Linked DNA regions of Rattus norvegicus: region 1 is linked to region 2. Evidence: chromatin contacts called from public Hi-C data. All regions are on one chromosome and are shown on one strand. Each heading gives the region's core, a stretch centred on a gene start, on an enhancer-like site or on the middle of the called end of the contact. The rest is flanking DNA. Distances are from core to core; before and after follow the strand shown.

The links. Hi-C and Micro-C count contacts between places; a contact is called where the count stands out from the background.
Region 1: a Hi-C map of liver shows a contact between it and region 2, with 2.0 times the contacts expected there. The contact joins the enhancer-like site here to the promoter of Zfpm1 in region 2. A contact is called at or near these places in 3 of 12 Hi-C or Micro-C datasets (liver and prefrontal cortex).

What each region holds. Positions count from the first base shown.
Region 1 is chr19:67,423,561-67,428,991 of GRCr8, forward strand. Snai3 (snail family transcriptional repressor 3) reads right to left here. Exons shown (of 3, transcript NM_001107439.1): 2 at 3,748-4,353; 3 at 1,751-2,589. The coding sequence ends at 2,408. Among named protein-coding and RNA genes, the nearest start is that of Snai3, 5.8 kb to the right of the region's middle. Within about 2 kb of position 2,696, at least 9 of the 93 cell types and tissues checked have an H3K27ac peak or open chromatin away from gene starts, as enhancers often do. A contact at or near this core is called in liver, where this site is marked.
Region 2 is chr19:67,240,941-67,245,965 of GRCr8, forward strand. It overlaps Zfpm1 (zinc finger protein, multitype 1), which reads left to right and starts at 2,300. Exons shown (of 10, transcript NM_001242627.1): 1 at 2,300-2,371. The coding sequence starts at 2,332.

The DNA of each region.
Region 1 (5,431 bases), core at 1,446-3,945, 180 kb after region 2:
CCCTCCGCTACCTCAGCCCTCCACCAGCCCAGATATAAATACGAGAGTATTTTCCATGGGCTGGAACCAAAGGGGGGGAAACATTCCACTTTATTTTGGGCTGTGAGATTCCCTGCTTCATACCCGACAGGTGTGACAGCCCCATTTAGACATGGGGAACCAGGAATAGAACACAATCTATAATATAGCTTCCTTTGGGCATCTGGATGCTATTTTAAAAGAACATTCCCATGAGAAACCCAGGCTCATGTTAGTTGGGGTTCTGAGGGCCCCTCTGACAGGGGAATCTTGACCTGCTTACAAAAGGACCAGACATTTGGGGACAAGATACCGTCCTTTGCTTTGACAGAGAGATGAAGAGAGGGTGGGGGAGGGAAGGAGCTTCTTACCCAAAACCTTTCAAGTTATTTCCAATACCTGACTACCCCATGACCTTGTATAGATTTCAAAAAGGAATCATCAGATCTCCCCGACCCTGTCCCACCTCGCTCTAAGAGTGAGGACGAGGTAGAGTGACTTCTCAAGCTATATGTTTGGGCTGAACAGCAGTCCCCACCCCAGATCCGTGTCATGATCCTAACCTGTTGCAGACCTTTAGAAGTGAGCCTTTGCAGTTGCTAAGATAAGGTCCTGTGGAGACACATAGTGTGACAGCAGAGACAGAAACTCCTACTAGGACAACATCCACATCCTGCTTTGGCAGTCACTTTGAGCTGGGACTTCTGGATACCAGAACTTTAGAGGGTACCCCTGAGCCCACTCCCTGCCTCCCGTGCAGTGGGGACAGAGGTCTCGGGCGGGGAACATGAGTGTGTCTGCCTCAAGTGTGTCCCTCTACCAGCCAGCATAGGTCTGGTGCTGTCAGTCAGTAGCCTTGTCCCTTGCAGGAGTGGGGTACAGTGTTTATCTGATTGTAGTCACTCCTGGTCTAGGAGCCCAATCTCAAGGTCAAGTTTCTAAGCCAAGTTATGTCGCTCATGCCTGTAACCCAGCACTTAGGAGGCTGAGGCAGAAAGACTGCAGTGTGCTCAAGGCCAGTGTGGCCTACAGACTGAGACCATCTCCAAGCAAATAGGTCGAGCTTCCTCTGGGAGGTCCCGAAGGCCAGCAGACCACAGCTAGATGACCACTACCAATCTAGCCTGAAGCAGCTGCAAACCAGAAGCTAGGGTACCCAGATGAGCTTTCCTGGATGCTGGCTTTCTCACATGAGGGGTTAGCAGGCTCCTGGAAAGCTCAGAAGAAGGTGGGAACCATCATGACTGGGCCTGGACAAAGGTAGCTGACTCGTGTCCTTTGTTCTGGGCCAGAAGTGGAGCAGCTGATAGACTGTTACCTAAAAATATGTCATGGATCCTCTCTGCCGGGTTCTGTGGGTCTCCTTTCTCTGCCCGAATGCCAACTCCAGTCAGTGAGATCTACTGGAAGAACCAAGCCCTGCTCTCTGCTGGCTTGGGACGCTACTCAGCTGCCATAGCCACCCTACCAGTTCTCAACCTTGGTCCCAACCAAGCATCCTTCATGGACCCTTAACCCTGCTGCTGGTATAGCCCTGGCAACAGTCCACCAAGTCACTGCATGCAGCTTCTCTTCCCTCAAAGGCCACAGGCTCACCTGAGATGCTCTGACACAATGCCCTCTGTCTCCTGTCTGCTCCGTGCCCAGGAGGGCCCAAGTCATCCCCAATCCTGTTGCCCCTGGAGAATTCTGCCTCCTCCATAGATCCAGGGGCTTGGTAAAGACTCAAGACAGGAGGCCTGAGTGTGGAGGTTCTTTATTACCCACAGCTGCTCTCCTGAGACGTTAACCAGCCATCGAGGCCAGCTCCAAGCTGGACAACAAGTGCTGAGGACAGGTGAGGTGGTACCTGGCTTCAACCCAATCCCCCCTGGCCCTGCCTCATCTTATGGGGAGGAGCCAGGGTGTATGTGTACTTGTGTATATACACACATATGTGTACATAAGGGGCAGGAGGAAATGTGTCTCCAACCCCAAGGTAAAGGTACTGAGACTGGCTGAGAGGTAGCTGTGTTTTTCAAGGTTATACACACACTGTGCTCTCAAGTAAAAACCGTCATTTCAAGTTGCACACAAAGGCACCCAGGTGGCCAGGTTCATTGGCGTCATGGTGGTTTTTGCCCAATGTTAGCTATTTCCCAATAGATGCTCCTTTTTGAAACAGGTCCAGCAGACAGGCAGAACTGAAAACGGGAACAGTTGGTTCTTATTTTGGTGAGACTTGTGGTGATAAGTCTCCTCTGAACACAGGCCTCAGGGAAAGCTGCCCGAAGGCCCCACTGGGCTTTGCTCTGGCAGGACACAAGCAACAGTGATCTGGGCCCTGTCCTGGGTGACAGCACCACTGAGAGTATTGTCAGGCTTGGCCCATCCACCCTGCTGTGTCCCCTTAGGGGCCAGGACAGCAGCCGGCATCCTCGTGCCTCACCAAGAGAGACATTCGGGAGAAGGCCTTGGGGCACAAGGCGCACCTGTACTTCTTGGTACCAGCGTGAGTCTGCAGATGAGCCCTCAGGTTGGAGCGGTCAGCAAAGGCCCTGCTGCAGTGAGAACAGGTATAAGGCTTCTCACCTGTGGGAGGAAGAAAGGCGGTCAGGTGAGTGGACACCGCTAGGACAAGTCCACAGATGGTGGCCAAAGGCGAAATGTCACCATTGGCCAATAAGTAACTTGCCCTTGTCCTCACCACAGCCCAAGCACCCAAGGTCAGAGCCCTTTGGACAGTCAGACAGTCACTCAGGGCAGGATCAGAGGATCTTCTGAGGCAAAGGCAGTGTGGCCGCTATGTCTCTGCCAATGCCGAGGTGCTCAGTTCTGACCATGAGAAGTAGCCGGAGCCCTCCCACCCCCTAAACCCCCCTACCCCAACCCCCACCCCTGCTAGCACTTCCTGGCCACTGGCAGGTGTAATACTGAGCCACTGTGAAGGCCGAACTGGATGGAGTAAGCTATACTCCTAGACACAGGCACCATCTCCAATCAGCACCACCAAGGGTTGGGACAGAATCTTTCTGCAAAGACCTTGGCTTCCAGGACAACCCTCCCAAGTGGAAGGGAAGGGGGCCATTGAGAATTGTCTGTCTGGTTCTTCAGCCCGCAAGAGGCACTTGTACCCTAACTGGTCACAGTTCTCCAAGGCCAGAGTCTGCCCTTCTTGTGGGAGTTTCCACGGTGACCATGCTTCCCCGCCTTCACAGACCTCCCTGGCCCTGAAGCCACAGACGTGGGCAAACAGGCTCCGAAGAAGCCCTGCAGTTCTCAGTGTTGTCCTTCAGAGACACCTGCTTCCTTAGCTCCCTTCCAACCCTACGCAGAAATCGGGCCTTTGCAAAGATAACAGTTAAGATGAGGCTACCTGGGTGAATCCTAACTATGACTTACAGGGGTCTCCCTCCCCTTACAGCAGAGACACACACGGGGGAGAAGGCATTAGGAAAGCAGAGGCAGAGGCAGATACACAGATGTGGCCATTTCCCAGTGAGTAGGGCGGCTGCCAGGAGACCAGAGAGGCAAGAAGTATCTTTCCTAAAGCCTTCGCAGAGAATGTGGCCTGGCCATGCCTCGAGTTCAGGTTTCTGACCTCAGGACCTTGAGGAGACATGCCTGTGCCCTCTACCTGTGGGGATGTGTGTCAGCAGCTGCAGGAGGTGCAAGGACCCTGCCGAGGAGGAGACCAGCCCCTCCCCCAACCTGGATCCTTTCCCGGGATTGCAGCCTTGCCCCTCCTACCTGTATGGGTGCGGATGTGGCCCTGGAGCAGCCAGGGCCTCGAGAAGGCCTTGCCACACACCTTACAGACGCAGGGCAACGTGTGGGTGCGGATATGCATCTTGAGGGCACCCAGGCTGGCATACTCCTTGTCACAGTACCTGCAGGTGAAGGCACACCCAGTCGGCAGGTGGCAGTGCAGCTGCTGGTGCCTGGCCAGGCCAGCCAGAGTCTGATATGGCCGATGGCAGTGGATGCATTCAAAACTACCTGGGACCCGAGATGTTCCCTCAGCCCTGAGGTGTTCATCTAGAGCTCCGTCTGAGCCCAGGATTGGGGGCCATCGTGTGGGCAGCACCAACACCGGGGGCAGATTGAAGCTGTCTTTGAGAGTCACACTAGGGGCCTGGCCAGCCCGAGGGCCCACCAAGCTGGTTTCCTGGGGTTCTGGTCCAGAGGTTCCCAGAGTTTCTCCATGATGGGGCAGAAGAGGCAGGGAGACGCAGGCAATGGCCGAGGTACTGTCCCAAGGCTGCAGAGGGTCACTGGGATTGGAAGAGGCCTCCTTATCTGGCAGGTGGCAGGATCCCACCAGCTCCTCACAGGCAGAGCAGGAACCATTAGCTTCTAGAAGGGCAGAGGGGAGAGACAACACAGAGTGAGGGGTGAGGTTCCAAGACTCAGCTTGTCTAAGGCTTTCAAATTTCTGTTCACTTATCTGACCGTAGTCTGGCCTGCCTTATGGGACATCAGCAGCCAGCAGGAAGCCAGAGGTACGGATGCCTACCCTGAACCAGTCATATGTGCAGCAGCCAGAGTTCTCACCTTCCTCCACTGTTCTGGGCCACAGAGGTGGGGAGGGGAGGGAAGGACTGCAGAATGCACGAACTAGACAAGTCCAGTCACTAGAAGGTGACCTGAACTTGTTCAAAATGAGGAAAGCATCTTCCAGGACCCCCGATGCTCAGAAACAAACATAAACATAGAGCAGGCTCACGAGTAGATACCTGCAAACCTAGCATTCGGGAGTCTTTTTTTTTTTTTTCTTTTCTTTTTTTTGGAGCTGGGGACCGAACCCAGGGCCTTGCACTTGCTAGGCAAGCGCTCTACCACTGAGCTAAATCCCCAACCCCAGCATTCGGGAGTCTTAAGTCTGAGGACTTCAAATCTGAGCCAGCCTGGGCTTCATATGGAGACCTCAAAAGTCAGCTCCTCACAGGACTCCTAGCTCTAAGTATGGACAGCTTGTCTAAGGAGCCCCAGTCTCACTTCTGGACAGCGGGTAGCAGCTGGAGCTAGCATTCCTGGGCTCCCACACAGACATATGCTCTCAGAACAAAAAGAACCTGGTAAAACCAGCCAGCCACCCACAGAGCAGTCAGCCTCTGCTCACTGCAGGGTCACCCTTGTGGCGTCTCCTTGCGTGTGTCATGATGTGCTGTGCTCGGACACACCCCTGGCCACTCAACAGCACACACTTGCTACCCTGTTCTCATGCACGAACACGCCCAGCCAGGCAGGTGGCTGCAGCTTGTGGCTGCATCAGATCCAGTCCTGGCTTTGTGTCCCCTTTGGCTGTGGCTCCTGTATTTGTGGCCAGAATTTCATGTGTTTAATCAAAAAAAAAAATTGCTGGCATCCCCCTGGACACACACACACACACACAAGAGACCAGGCTGCAGATATGAGACAAATTCCGGGTTCT
Region 2 (5,025 bases), core at 1,050-3,549:
GAAGGATGTCTCCTCTGAGAAGATCCTGGCCTTGGTGTTTTCTGTATGACCAACAGAGGGGGCAGCATTCTGTCCCACTTGCCAGTCCTGCACAGTGGCCTTTGCTGAGTAGACATACATGGTCACAGGGAAGAGACAGCCACCTCTCTCTTCTTTGCAAAGACCTCAGTGTCAGAAGCCGGAAGGAAACAGGTCTCATACCCAGAATGCCCGGTAGCTAGCATCTGGCAAACTTCCAAGGGGACGGGGATGGTGACAGTTGTACCAACCAAAGACTGTCCACCTCTTTGGGTGGGGCCGTGTGTCTTCTCTGTGGAGACTTTCTGTATCCCTGTGTGCTATGAAGAGAGGCAGTAGACATCACTGATGCCATTTGGTCGTTTCATTTAGATGAGGACATAACCCCATCCCCAGCTGTGTGATCTTGTGCATGTCTCGAGTTTCAATATCCTCAAAGAACAAGTGGTGCATTCTTGACCTGGGTCTGGAGTACACTGTGTGGGCACTGGGAACCTGCCCTTAGCGCAGGGAAAGCTCAGGGTGTTGAGGGGGACACCTCCTTGGCAGATGTTCACTGTGGCCCCGGCTGTGGTTAAGCAACCAAATGACCTCTGGCTCCTCCTGGATTTCTGGGCAGTTCTGAGTTCAAGAGGGGAAAACTTGAGGTCCCTCCCCCACCCAATTAGGCACAAGACTGAACTACTTGAGGCCACAGCCATCGGAAGTTGCAAGTCTCATACTGAAGCCTTCCTTCTAGACCAGAGCCTCTGTCACATTCCAAGTCCAGCTCCAATTCTGTGTCCAGGCCTCGGGCATCTGGATCCCACTGCTGGCTGCCTGAAAGGCACAGCTTCAAGGGACAGCACAACTTAAACCATGGGGGCGGAGCTCCAGAAAGGAGGGCCAGAGTCAGACAAGCCAGGGGCCTGTGCTGCGGGGCTGCTGGGCAGAACAGGTCTCCAAGTCCTAAACAGGTCTGCAGACATAGCCTCAGGAAACTGGAACTAGCGAAGGAGGTTAGAGGTCTACCTAGAACCGAGGGTGGGAATTCGGGGCAAGGCCAGCGCGGCCCGGGGCCAGCCGGGAGGATTGGACAGACGTGGGCAAGGCCTGGGTGGGAGGCGGGGAAGGCCTGTGCACAGGACTACAGAGCAGAGGCGGGGCCAGGGAGAAGGGCGGGGCGAAAGCAAAGAAGGAGGTGGCGTGGGCGGGGCCAGCACAGAGGAGGGGTTGTAGGCGTGGCCAGCTGGGGGAGGAAATGCTGGGGCGGGCCCGTGGGAAGGAGGAGTAAGGGGGCGGGGTCAATTTGAGGACAGCTGAGACTGTGTTCTTGTGAAGAGGACGAGCAAAGGGGCGGAGTCCACATGAGAGTGTAGCTAAGGGGCAGGGGCAATGCAAACAGGTCAGAATGAGGGACAGGGTCAATGTGAGGAGGGCCGCCTGAGACGGGGTCAATATGAGCTGAACGGCTGCGGAGCAAGAGCAAATGTGAGGGCGGATCAGGGGCAGAGGCAATGTAGGGAGTACGACTGATAGGCGGGATCAGTGTGATAGTGGCTGAGGGACAGGGTCGACAGGAGGAGGATGGCTGAGGACCGGGTCAATGTGAGGAGGACGAGCTGAGGGGCGGGGTCAACGTGAGGAGGGACGCCTGAGGGGCGGGACCAATGCGAAGAGGATAGGCTGAGGGGCGGGGTCAGAGCGAGGAGGATACGCTAAGGGGCGGAGTCCGCACGAGGAGGACGGATGAGGGGTGGAGCCAGCGCGAGGAAAGAAGGCCCGGCCCAGCCTGGGTGAGAACGCGGAAGCGGGTGCAAGGAGAGAAAAGATGAGCAATAGTTTAGGGCGGGGCCAGCGGGAAGGGCGGTCTGGGGGGCGGGGCCAGCGGGGTGAGAAGACGCGGCCACAGAGGACGGACGGGGCGGGGCGAGGGGCGGGGCCGCCGCCAACTACGCGAAAGCCCCGCCCGCCTGGCCAGCCTGCGGGGAGCGCCCTGGCGGCGGCCGCCCGTTCGCCGCTCGCGGCTCGCAGGTTCCATTGAGAAAAGCTGAGCGGCGGCGGCGGCGTCTGCGCCGAAGCAGAGAAGCCGCCACCAGCCCGCCGCCCGCCGGGCAGTCCGCGCGCCCGAGCGCAGGGCCGTGGCCTCGGGCCTCCGCGGCGGCGCCGGCGGCCCACGCGCGGCGCGGCGGGCTGGGGGCGCGGGCCAAGGCAGCCGTGGAGCCCACGGGCCGGGGGCATGAGCCGCCCCGCCACCCCGCCGCGCCCCTGCCGCCCGCCGCCGCCCGCCAGGGGCTAGAGGCGGCCGCCGCGAGGGCGCACGGCGCCGGAGACATGTCCAGGAGGAAACAGAGCAATCCCCGGCAGATCAAGCGTGAGTCAAACTTTGCCCGCGGTGCCCGCCAGACCCCCGCTGGCGCACAGCCGCCCTGCGCCGCCCCTGTTCCGCCGCCCAGCCCCGCTGCGTCCGCGACCTTCACCCCGCGCCGCGCCCCCCGCGCCGAGTGCCAAGCGCGCCGTAATCTAATCTCTGCTGGCGGGCAGGGCCCCCGCGTCTCGGCATGGGCACCCAGGGGGTCCGGTCCCCGAAGAGGGTGGCGGGTCCCGAGAGCCGGAAGGAGAGTGGCTGGGGGCGCGGCTCCGGCAGAGCCCGGCCACCTCGCGGCCTGCACCTCCCCCGCATCAGAGATGGTGCGGCGATAGGGCGGCCCCGATCTGGGCTCAGATAAAGTTTAAAATATTCCATTCTGCAAGTCCCATCCTGATAAGATCGCTCTGTCGGGACGGGCTGAAATTGTGATCTTATCTGGCGCGCTTGACTCTCCCAGGCTTTGTTTGTATCTAGAGGCAGAAGGAGAAAGACCTGGGAGTAAGGGGGACTTGGGGCTGCGGGGACCGGCGGGCGCCCACCGCAGCGCTTTGGCTGCAGAGTGACAAGGCAGCGGGATAGGTAGTGGAGATTGCTGCAACCCAGGCGCTGGGTACTGGCTGACCAAACCCCCTTTATCCGCTCCGGCTCTGGAGTTTTCAATCAGACCTCTGCCTGCTGGGAGACATGTGTCCGACCCACCAACTGCCCCTAACAACGCTACACGGGCAAATGATGTATGCCCATGGGCATCTCTCTCTCCACCCCCGCATCCGAGGGGTTATTCGGAACCATCCTGGGACCTCCAGGACTCAAACGTTGTTCCCAAGAGAGTCCAAGTTTCTCGCAGGTCCTCCGTTGGGCATTTCCCCCGAGCAGGGCAGGCCCTATCCTCCTACATAACCCGTACCCCTACAGTAAGAGCCTCTTGAGCTCTGAGCCACCAGGTTGCGGGGCCTCTTGGCTGCTCTAGGAGCGAGTAAGCACACAGGAAGAGCTCCTCCCCACGCCACACCAATAATAACTTCGCGCCTCTCCCGGCAGGGCGCGGGGCTTCCTCCCTGGAGCTTCCCTTTGGCGAGAGCGACAGGTCATCTGGGCTGCCCAGGAGGTGACGGGAGGGGGGCTGGGCATCCGGCTTCCCAGCTCCAGGCGCCTGAGCTGCCCACATGACACTGCCACCAGGACCCAATGTACATTTTAGCTTGTGAGCGTACCCCTACTACTCAAGTCTGGAGCGGGGGATGGGGGTAGACGCAGGGAGGAATCTGGGTTCTGGTAACCCGACTCCCCAAATGCGAGCTGGACCTGTTTTCCGAAAGTCTCCTTCTATCATGTCAACTGAAGTATTAAAGCCACCCACAGGTCCGGATCTGTGCTGGTTCTCTGGTTTCTTTTTCCCTTCCTCGCCTGTGCGCCTCTGCCGGGTTCTGTTCTCGCGTGTATGTGTGTGTGCGTGAGCGTGTGTGTGTTTCAGTTTGATGAGAAATGAAGATAGCTAGGGCAGGGAGATCTCTGGTTGGGAACGGATCGCCAGCGCTGATAAGCCCCCGGGAGCCCAAGAGAGTCCAACCCACTTCGGTCAGCGAAACCCCGCACTCTGAGATCCAGGACGGAGACTGTGCAGGAGAGCCCCTCTGATCCCCTCACAGTGCCCCACGACTCAAGCAGAAGAGGCGAGCAGGCCTGGGGGGCGGGGCCCTGAGCCCTCTGTGCAACTCGTGGCCGGGGCCCCTCCTCCCATAGCAGATCTAAACGCGTTAAGATGCGAATGTTGATTGTCACCAAGCGGAGGCGTCTGCTCGCGGGCTCTCTACCCAAGGCCGTGCGTGAGGCCCTCACAGCTGCGCGCCTGCTGCCCTGGCCTCACCTGTGGCGGGTCTCAGGCTGCGGAGGGGAAGCAGGCTGAGCTCTAGGGGCCGACGCCCTCCACGCCCCCACCAAAGCCGGGTTGCAGCTGCCCGCGCCTCTGTACGCCTTTTGTTCTGCGCAAAGATAGATGTGCCGTGCCGATAAGGCTTGCAACCGATGGCAGCCGCGATAGCGCTTCCATTTATTAACTTCAAACGTGGGAGAGGGGGGAGGGCGAGGCAAGAGCGCGGCCTTAGCCAGCCAGATGGCTGACACGATAGGCCAGGCCCCTGGAGGGGACGAGGGGCAGGGTACAGCTCGGGACCCTCGATGCCCCGGCCCACCAGCTTTCCTCTTGCCCAGTCGATGTAAGCTCTGATAAGTGGGGGCCTAAGCGTGGGCCAGTCCGCCCAATGGCGATTGCCAAGAGTGATAAGAGGCCTTATCTACGGCCACCAGGCCCCGCTGAGTTCGAGGCAACAGCAGTGTGGGGGCGTCCGGCGGCAGCAGGGGGCCTGGGCAGCAAACGAGGGAACAACGTGGGGTGGGGGCGTCCATCTGGGACACTTTCCCCAAACATACTTAATTGGCAAGAAGTTGATCTTCCCCCTGCGGCCAGTGGTACAGTCCATCAAAATGAAAGAAAACTGACTTCTGCTGCCTGAGAGGAGGGGAGAGAGTGAGCGGACACTCCACCCCTCATTCCAACTAGGTGGCACTCAGAGGCTAGGGGCGGTTTGTCACCTGCGAAAGGTGATTTCCCCTGAATCATGCTGGGTTGCTCTTGGTTCCTGGTAAGTCTTAGGTGT